Linked DNA regions of Zea mays: regions 1 and 3 are each linked to region 2. A link is a contact called in public Hi-C data. All regions are on one chromosome and are shown on one strand. Each heading gives the region's core, a stretch centred on a gene start, on an enhancer-like site or on the middle of the called end of the contact. The rest is flanking DNA. Distances are from core to core; before and after follow the strand shown.

What was found. A called contact is a pair of places that touch in the nucleus more often than the background predicts.
Region 1: a Hi-C map of ear shows a contact between it and region 2, with 3 times the contacts expected there. The contact joins the enhancer-like site here to the promoter of LOC103627062 in region 2. A contact is called at or near these places in 4 of 25 Hi-C or Micro-C datasets (ear, leaf and tassel).
Region 3: a Hi-C map of ear shows a contact between it and region 2, with 2.1 times the contacts expected there. The contact joins the promoter of LOC100280577 here to the promoter of LOC103627062 in region 2. A contact is called at or near these places in 2 of 25 Hi-C or Micro-C datasets (bundle sheath and ear).

What each region holds. Positions count from the first base shown.
Region 1 is chr5:154,348,574-154,351,770 of Zm-B73-REFERENCE-NAM-5.0, reverse strand. No RefSeq gene overlaps it. Among protein-coding and RNA genes, the nearest start is that of LOC109939547, 64 kb to the right of the region's middle. Within about 2 kb of position 1,485, at least 12 of the 20 cell types and tissues checked have an H3K27ac peak or open chromatin away from gene starts, as enhancers often do. A contact at or near this core is called in ear, leaf and tassel, where this site is marked.
Region 2 is chr5:154,549,231-154,552,770 of Zm-B73-REFERENCE-NAM-5.0, reverse strand. It overlaps LOC103627062 (kinesin-like protein KIN-14D), which reads right to left and starts at 1,430. Exons shown (of 20, transcript XM_020538502.3): 1 at 724-1,430; 2 at 377-621; 3 at 99-270. The coding sequence starts at 760.
Region 3 is chr5:154,797,405-154,800,769 of Zm-B73-REFERENCE-NAM-5.0, reverse strand. LOC100280577 (ribosomal protein S24) reads right to left here and starts at 1,411. Exons shown (of 4, transcript NM_001374579.1): 1 at 1,168-1,411; 2 at 906-1,076; 3 at 111-197. The coding sequence starts at 1,293.

The DNA.
Region 1 (3,197 bases), core at 236-2,735, 200 kb after region 2:
TACAAGGCCCCTATTGCTGATGTTATACCTGATAGTGTTTATTTATTTATTTTTTGCCAAAGTTAAACCGGTTGTTGTATATTGTAAAAGGTGACAGTATTGATTAGGGCAGTCTTGACAAGTGTCTGCCAAAACTCAGTAGTACTGTGAATTCCGAAGTGAAAAATCTAAGAATGAGTTACTACCTTTTGTTTTTGCCTATCTTTGGTGTGCTACAAATCTTTTTTTTACTATGGCTAAGATAGCTAGTACGAACTCTGTTCTCGATCAGTTTGAAAAATGAAACTCTCTCAGAATCAGTTTTGGGGAAAAACACTACACTGAATCGAGGTACATAGGTTGTCTACAACAGTTTATCCATCATATCTTCTATTCTATCTCTTTTATTTTCAAACTTCGCTCTGTTAAGCTATAAAGAACAGTGTTTTTGCATGACAATATGTACGATCTGCTAGAGACCGCCTAAGGCTAGGACCTTAATGACCGTTGTTTCCATTGATTATGGGTAGCTTGGACCAATGTACTTTTGCAGTATCTTTACTATGTTACTTGAGATATTGACCCATCGTTAGTTTTAAATAGACCGTACCAGGTACCATTTTTTTTATGTGTTATACAATTTCAAAATTTTCATCACATGTTATTGAATGAAACAGGAAATAAACAACAAAGGCATCAATGCTATCAGAGACGTCTGACAAAATTGATGCCTTATCCAGTTATGCTTGTACAATATTTTGTGTTCCAGGGTACTACCATTATATCAATCTATACTCTGGTAGGACCCATGAGAAATTTGTTTCCTCTTTCTGATGAGCTCACCCTTGTCTGTTTCCCCTTTTGTTGCAGGGGAAAAAAGTCAGATTACTCATCGACATTGAAGAGAATATTGCAAAATCTCGAGCATATCGATTCAGATATCATAGATTAGCTAGTCATTAGCAGCCAACGAATAATAGACATTATTTGATCATCAAGGTGTAGGCATTGTGGTGCTAGTTATTTAATGTCTTCACCTGTTTGTGGCCTACGATTGTTCATCGCCAACTCTGCTCCGTGTTCAGAGGAAGACCTTGGTTAGGAGTTTCAAGTTTGCACGCCTGAGTGGATGTTTGAACATCAGAGGTGGAGCTTGATTGTCATAAGATCCATATCCATGTTGGTACTGTACTTTTAAGATGTTGCATTTCATTTACATGTAGATTAGTGTCGGCTTTTTGCAAATGAGGCTAGGAACAGCTACCTTGTAAGTAATGAATGTAGACATGTGGTTGCATATCAAACTTGCAAGGCATGAATGAACACGTCGTTTGCAGCCTGTTAGCTTGTTGAGAACCCAAAATTGTCTTTTCTTCGATCTTTTTTCGCCGCCCAAATTTCTCTGCAGGAAACCTCGAATTAAAATTACATATAGTGGTCCTTTGGGCCTGTTAAATGTATCTGGGCCTGTTACATATAGTGGGCCTTTGCGCCTGTTAAATGACCATATCAAGACATCTGTGCTCGAAGCCCGGGCGAACTCAGACAGTCACAAAGCGCCAAGCGGCCACATCCAGAGATGGCAATGGCCCCGATCCTCGGTTCTCCGCCAGAAATTCTCCTATTAGGCTAGTTTGACAACTCTATTTTCTCAAGAAATTTATATTTTTTTAAAGGAAAATAAACTAATTTTTCTTAGGAAAATAGAAATCATGTAGGAAAATGGGGTTTAAACTAGCTCTATAGGATCTATAGGATGTAAACCGGAAAATTTTCCCCTGGCGGTTAAACAGGGACATGGATTTGGAAGCATTCTCCATTCCCCACGAGACCCGTTAAAATTCTATATGATGATGTTTTCATTTAATAGTTAATGATAAAAAATAATTCCTTGTCAAGAGATCACTGGTTGTACAAATGTGTTCACTTTGATGCACGCAAAATGATTTCTTACATCTAACAATGTGGATAAGTGACTATATTTTGCATTTATAACAAAGAAAGTATGTCCTGATTATAATTTAAGCGGGGACGGAAATCCCCGACGGGATTTATCCTCGCGAGGAACGGGGATGGGGAAGAAATGTCCCCCGCAAGTTTTTGTGGAGATCCCGCGAGGAACTTTTTTAGTCACAAGGACGGGAATGGGGAGCTAAAACCCGACATAGAATTCCCCATTGCCATCCCCACATCCCAGTTAAATGCATGTTGGGCTTTTCGGCTTCATACTAGTCATCCTTGGATTTTCTGGGCTTTAATTATGCTCTGAATCAGACCGTCGATCGTCCGCCACCATCATGAGTTCCCTTACATTTAAATAGTAACAATTGTAAAATTATATACAAATTAGAATTCAAACCATAGTTGTTGATATTAAACCCTCATTCACACCTAGCTAGTCAATAGATTACACATATCTTTGTGTTTTATATTCTATACTTGAACATAATGGAAATCATAGCAACGTATGTACACTTTGCTAGTATCTATCTATGGGCCTGTTTGGTTCCCTATCTAAGGCGACACAACTTGCTTAAGCTTAGTCGCTTGAATTGAATAACTAACCTTAGATAGAAAAGATAGACAAGTTGTGGCGTTTTAGGCAAGAAATCAAACATGTCCTATGTCACTGAGTCCACTCCTCTGCCAAAGCACCTCTTCGGTTTTTTCAATAAAGAGCGTTTATTTAAACTCAACAAGTAGCATCAAGTTGATATAGACATACAAGTTTTAAGCTAATACAGACATACAATAAAGAGGGTACAAGTTGGGATGAGTGACCATATAGAACGAACAAAATTGCATTGAAAGAACAAATGTTTGATTGTTTCATTGCGGTAACAAAATTCACATTTTAGACTTCCAATCCAATTCTTCTTGGCAAGGTTGTCCTTTGTTTGGATAATCCCTCTTTGTTGGTACCACGCAAAAAATTTAATTTTTAGTGGCACCTTCAATTTCCAAAATTTGTGATTATTGTCTACCGGCACAATGTTGTCAACAAATGCTCTATACATAGACTCCATTGAGATTTTTTGTTCAAATTTAAATTCCAAGGTAATGCGTCTGATCCTTCTATCAATTGGACCATGTCCAACTTCCCAAGAAGATCAAAACATGTCAACAGTCTACGACCAATTAAATCTAGTCTAAAATATATATTAGGTGGTGAGGTTTCCATTACCGTCGCTATAGTACCCTTTTTGTGGAGCACCCGC
Region 2 (3,540 bases), core at 181-2,680:
TAAAAATAATAATAATAATAATAATAATTGAAACAGCAATCTGAAGCTAATCTGTAAATGAACAGTTGTCATTGTCTTAACATTATAGGCATTTTTACCTGACATAATGGGGCTTGTGAGTACCCTTTGCAGCTTGCCTTCCATGTTCCTCCTGCCACCTTCGCTTTCACATCTGGTGAGGAAGGAAGAGCTGCGGTGGTCTTCGCCGAGGCGTGATGAGAACCGATCCTTTAGAGCAAGAATGCAGGTAACGACAGCTGACATCTCCCCCTGGACGGACGGATGATGGATGAATTGCCGGCAACGGGCAACGTCGATGAAGGAAAATAAATAATATAATGCCGTGGCTCGGACGAGGAGCGAGAAGGCGACTAACCCTCTCGAGGTCATAGGCGCTGAAGGTGGGCACGCCCATCCGCTGGATGGCGGCGCGGAACCTGCCGACATTGTCCGTGGCCGCGTCGTCCAACAGCGCGCCGGGCAAGAGTCTCCGCAGGAGCGCGCAGAGCAGCCTACCATTGGCGACCGCAGCGCGCAGGTCGTCATCGGTGGCCTCCGGCGGCAGTGTCAGGTCCAGGAACAGGGAGCGCAGCCACCCAACGGCGTCCGCCCGCCGCCTTGCTGCGCGGCAGCAATCATCACCATCAAGTAACCGATCAGTCGACAGATTAACCTCCACGAAGCAACGGTTAACAAGAAATTCTAATCAGTGTCGATGGTTACATGGGTCTGGCGCGGCATTGGGCTCGCGGAGGGACATGGAGGGAGGGAAACGAAGCGGCGGTGACGGCCGCGCGGGGGATATAAGGAGCCTCCCATGGACGGGGGACGAGGGAGGGGGGAAGGTGAGGGCGGGAGGGAATGGGGCGCGCGGGAGGCGCGGAGGCCTCGGCCGCGTGTGCCTATGCGGCCCACACTATCTCCCTTCCGTCAACCTGAGGTCTCCCGGGTCCGCCTATTCTCGGGTGGCGGAGCCGGGACGGCGCGCAACGCGTGGATGAGCAGGAGCCGGAAGCCCGGGTGGCGCAGTAGGCAGTAGGGGAGGGTGGGGCGTCCGGCGTGGCGGCAAACGGCTGCTAAACCCGACGTGGCTGGTTCAGCTTCCACCGTCGACGGCGGGGCAGCGCCGCCGGCTTGGCCGCTGCGGACCGCCTCGCGCGCGCCACGATCGGGCCCGGGGCCGGATAGTGGCGCACAGCCGCACAACTGGTTTTGGGCCGACTTGGGACAGTACTGCAACCCATGAATCCCAATCGGTCTTCTGAAGTTCCGTGGGCTGTCCTTCGTGTACGTCCGTGAAGCTGCATGCAATTGATTGGTTTCATTACCAAAACACCATTTTGTTCTTTTTTTATTCTTGTGTCCATGGTAGTATGTGTCCCATTTTGAGTTCACGCTACTAGTATAAGGGTCATTTTGTTGCAGATTTTTTTTTCTGATTCAGGCCGTCATAAGTTGTTGTAAACTGTCAAACGTCCAACTTCTCAGATTGCTTCTATGAGACTCGTTTTAATAAAAATCATCTAAAAATCAACGTGAACACGCAATCGATCGAGTCATCGTGATAGGAGGAATCAGTTACTTTCCAGATTCTAAACCATATAGACTTTGTCTTCCTTCGCACATAGGTTGTTTGGTTTGCTGTCTCACTTGCCACATTTTGCCACATCTAAGGTTAGCATGTTTGACCAAGTTAGACATGTGTTTAGTTTGAAGCCACATTTATGTCAAGATTTTTCTCATGCTATGCATGTCCTACTCGTCAATGACTTGTAAAAGTGTGACAAGACTACCTTAGACATGGCAAACTGTGGCGCATAATTTGAGCGTTTAACCTTAGACACTTTAGGAAAGTGTGACATAAAATTGTGTGGCAATTTTTGACACTTTAGATATAGAACCAAAGAGACTAATCCCACGATACTTAGATTCTCTCCACAACCAAATTCTCTACACAGCCAGATTATCAAAAAAGTTTGTTAGAAAAAAGCTGAAATAAAACAGGCCTTAATACCCGTTCGTTGCCACAGTATCAACAAAAGACTACCAGCAATAAGGCAAGGAATGCCCACTCATTTTCTTTGGATCGTTATTAATCTTTGTGTAGTTAACATAGGTAAAATTAGGGTTCGCTGGCTTGCCCGCTAAAAAAACACATATATATTAAAATAATTGCTCCGATTATGAAGAACAAGCGAATCTGTATGGATAACAAGGTAGTTTCATTTGCTATATCAAAAAATTGAACAGGCGGCATAATCAAGTACGAACTTCATCTTCAGCTAGCTTGTCTGGGTTGCCGATCAATGTGCTATTGGGAAGCTTCTCAAGGTCAACCTCAATCTAGTCCTCCTAGTCGTCGTCATCCTCGTGCTGCTCCCTCTGGACTCGGCCATTGGTCTTGGCAACGGTTGCGGTTGCGTGCGACGCCGTGACCAACGTCTGGCACGGGGGTGGGCCACCGTCGTAGTTCACGGGGTCCTCCGTGAGGCCCATAGTGTCGGGTTACTATAGCGAGGAGTCCTACTCCTCGATGGCCGCCTCGAATGGGTCCTTCATGAAAGACGTGGCTCCGTGGCAATGTTACACGAGAGGCTGAGGAATGGAGGTGCGGCACGTGAGGTGCTTGGGCTGATTGTGTCCATCCATTACATGGAGGAGAGGGAGTAAACATATGAGTTACATGCTTCACGCGTGACACACGAGTAGAAAAAAAAGGTGAAATAGTAAACGATCATGGAACAATACGAACATGCAAATGAGTCTTTAGACCATGATCTAACAGCACATTTGACACTTAAACCCTTTTACTATAAGCTCGTATAGCTTTATAAAAAAAACTCTAACAAACTACGATTGAAACATTATATAAAGGTTCAAAAAAACTTTAAGGCTTATATGTACTGGCCGTTCCCGTGCTACGCAGTCTTAAATAGAATAAAAGACCAATTAAACAAGGGACCCCATTAAACAAACATAGGTTCTGTTTGGCAGGGCTCTGGCTCGCTCCAAAATAGCTCTAGCTCTGATTTTTCTTGAAAAACAGCTTTTTGGTATAGGTGGAGTCATTTCTCAAATCGCTTGGTTTGATAGAAACGACTTATCCTAGAGTCAAAGCAATTTTTCTATATTAAAGTGTTAGAACCAGATCCGATGAAGCTACTATTTATGGTTTCTTCTTTTAGATACTTTTCGCAGTAATCTGTTTTAAAAAAAAGGTGTTTAATAGGGCTTTGACTTTTTTCTAGAGAAAAACCAAAGCCAAAGAATTGCTAAACAATGGGCTCATAATCGATAGTGTGCATTCAAACGGCGTAAATGGAACACACAGCTGCTTAGGATAATTATAGCAACTATATCCGTATCATAATTTATAATTATATATCTCACAATTATAAATTTCACTTAGATTCTATCTTATAATCGTAGACATCAATATGAACGGTTCCATCGTTTACACCGTAGTGCATCATCCTTCCTAGTCGCCGTGCTTCACTCTTCTCATTTTATATAAAAACAAAGTAAAATTGTGTACAAGTA
Region 3 (3,365 bases), core at 162-2,661, 250 kb before region 2:
CAAAAAATAACTATTTTTTTATCAGAACCACAGAAACACAATGAAATCCCCACATTCCAAATGCGCAGTAATATTAGACACAACAGTCAGATGAATGCAAGTGCGCATACCTTCTTCACACCGCGGATCTTCTTCGCCCTGTTCTTCCTCTCCTTCATCTGCTTGCGCGACTTCTCCACCTTGGTAGCAAGACCGTTCTGCAGAAACCCAAACACACTCTTGTCAAAAATAAGCAGGACCAATACAGACAGTGTTGTTTCAATCACAAAATCTGCATTGCAATGTAACATGGATTTGCAGGATACTTTTTATGTGAAGGGAGCATACAAATGGACCTGCTAATCGTTAACTGGTCTTTTAAGCTAGGTTCCATACACAAAACGGTCATGGATAATTCACAAAAATAGGATACGATATTTGCTTGCTGTAGCCCAGAATTCCATATGATTCATAGTTTAATGAAAGACCATAGCAAAATTTGCGAGTTAGCAACAAATATAATGTAAACTCCTCGAACTGACTCAAAAATATCCCGGTTTGAAAAATACTACAAAACACACAGTGCAATGGGAGTCAATATCATCATGGGATCATTTTCAACCATGTAGCAGCATCGCCATCACTAAGGCGATAAAGGGTTCATGCGCGACATAATCTGAACACACGACTGAGCAACAGATATTCGTTTCTCATCTAAAATACTATCTGATAAAAATATCAATGTTCCACAAGAAATATGTTAAATGAGCGACATAATCTGAAGGAGCAGCGAACATAAATGTACATCAATGGCCACAATAAACTAAAGCTTTGAGCTTTCAGCGTATACCAGGCAGTATATTCAACATGGAGACCTATGAATCCAATTACGAGTGAGAAAAACGGGAGGAGCAAGAGACGCATACCCTGATAAGCCTGTACTTGGGCTCGAACTTCTTGGCTGAGTCGACGTTGTCGTAGATGAGACCGAATCCGGTAGACTTGCCGCCTCCGAAGTGGGTGCGGAACTTGAAGACGAAGATGCAGTTGGGATCCTTCACCTCGTACATCTTAGCCAGCCTCTCCTTGAGCTCCGCCTGCAATATCAAGCGATCACACGCGTCAAAATCGCTAATAGAACGAGAGGATCTCGCAGCGAAGGCTCCGACGCTTGGGCACCGCACTGACCTTAGAGACGTTGGCGCGGCCCGGGTGGAGAACCTCGAGCACGAACTGCTTGCGGGAGAGGAGGCGGTTGGTCATGAACTTGCGCGTGCGGAGCGTCACCGCGGGTGACGCCTTCGTGTCCGCCATGCTTGATGCTGCCTGCGGAGCGCAGGATTGACTTCGCCGGAGCTGGCTCGCTGGGGCGCTTGGAGGCGGCGGCGGGGAAACAGGACTGAGAGAACGGAATTTTATATACTATGCTGATGAAAACCCTAGGTCACGTCGCCGTGGCTGACAAGGGGAACGGAGTGGTGGGCCTTATTAGATGTTACAACAATGATGGGCCAAAACTATTAACGGGTCTACATTGGACGGCATGGAAACCCATTACCTGTTCTAAAATCCTCTACTTGCATGCACGCGCGCAAGATAGGTATGGGCTGTCTGGTTGTTTGCTTGTCATGCTTGGGCCAGACAACGTGTTACGTGTCTGCACGGCCAAGTGTGGCTGAGCTCAACATAAATACATAATTCCTTTGACTTGATTGGAGGGTGGGTAGTCATTTTAGATTTAAAGTTCTTAGAAAATTTTGAAAATATTTACATTAGTTTATGAGATCTGTTAGAAATTAGAGATTATTTTATTACTGTTTGCTAGGTATTTTTTAAAAATATAAAATTAATTTAGTTAGTAATTAGAAGAACCACTACTTAGCGTGCTTAATAAAATCAACAAATGTTTATTAATAGTATTGTTTAGCTCTATTAAAATTTTAGTATAATAAGATACTAAATGAATCGGGGACAAAAATATTAAGCTATTTTTATGTAGCTTTTGTTCTTTTTAGTAATTAAACTGTTGCCCCAAAAATTACGAGAAAAATAGGGCAGATATAATCTCTAATTACCATTTTTGTGTAAAATTGCATAAAATTTAATCACTAGGTAAAGACATAATTGAAAAGGATAAAACTAATGCTATGTTATCAAAACCGTCGACTAAAACTGCTTAGAGGTTATTTATCTGGTTTTATAAAGTTAAGGTGGTTAAATAACTGATTTTGAAGGTGAGGAAGTGAAATAGACCATCATCTAAAGATCGGAGGGTCATGTAGACTTATTCCTAAATCTTTTATACATTGGTAAAGACCAAAGGAACAAGACTAGAAAACTTTTTTTTGTTGATTTCTCTCCCAATTCCTCACATCTTGTTGGGGACCTTCGGCATCCGAAGGTCCTCAAAAACAGGATTTAACAGTATTTCTGGAGTACAATGTGTGAACAGGTATCCTCGGACTAAGGTCGGCATCGCTGTAGACCGGAATAATACGAAGGTTGATACAGAGCCGAAGGTGCGAGCAGGAAAGCTTCGGCGTGACAGCAAAGAGTGGAACCGACTTAAAGATGAAAAGGCTATTCAGACCTCGATAGACTACTATAGAATTATTATCAAATGTAAAGGGCATGAGTGTAATTTTGTAAGGGTTGTGTCCCGTGCCTATAAATAGGTGAACAGTATCCCCGTACTGTTCACGCTGACTTGGCATTTGCTTCTTGCGTCACGCTTGTATTGTCATTCCCTTCCGATTGAAGGTACACTTGTAATTCAACAATGTTTCTGTTTATGCCCGATAATAATATATGATTGCTTATATCGTCTTTAATATTCTTTATATTTCATTCCTCGCCATTATTTAATGAATGTATGAAGGTATGTCCTTCGTAACCTTCGTCCGCAAGCCATTACATCCTAAGGGAAATAATGCTTCGGAGGACGAAGGACTTTAACAATTAACATTTTCTATGTTGCCTTGTTCTTAACTCATAGCACTTGAGAACAAGTCCCCAACATTGGCGCCCACCTCCGGTGAACTCACTTCCATTTCTTGAGCTTTTCAACACCTTCGGCAAGCATCACCTTCGTCATGCCGCCGAAGAAGGCTTCAGCAGCAGGGGCTGGCACGCTGCAGCCGCTGGATCCCAATCAAGACGTCCTTTCTCTTAGAGAGGCACGAAGCCAGAAGAGGAAGGCTGCCAGTCCAACACCTCCGGAGGATGATCTAGATCAGGAAATTCAGAATTTGGAAATCCTTCAGCAGCAGGTTCAACGCAAGAAGGAGAAGATGGCCCGTCTAGCTGATCTTCAGAGGCAAATAGATGAAGCTTCCGAAGAGGTTCGTCATCTTGTTCAAGATGATCAAAACCGAAGGCCTCCACGC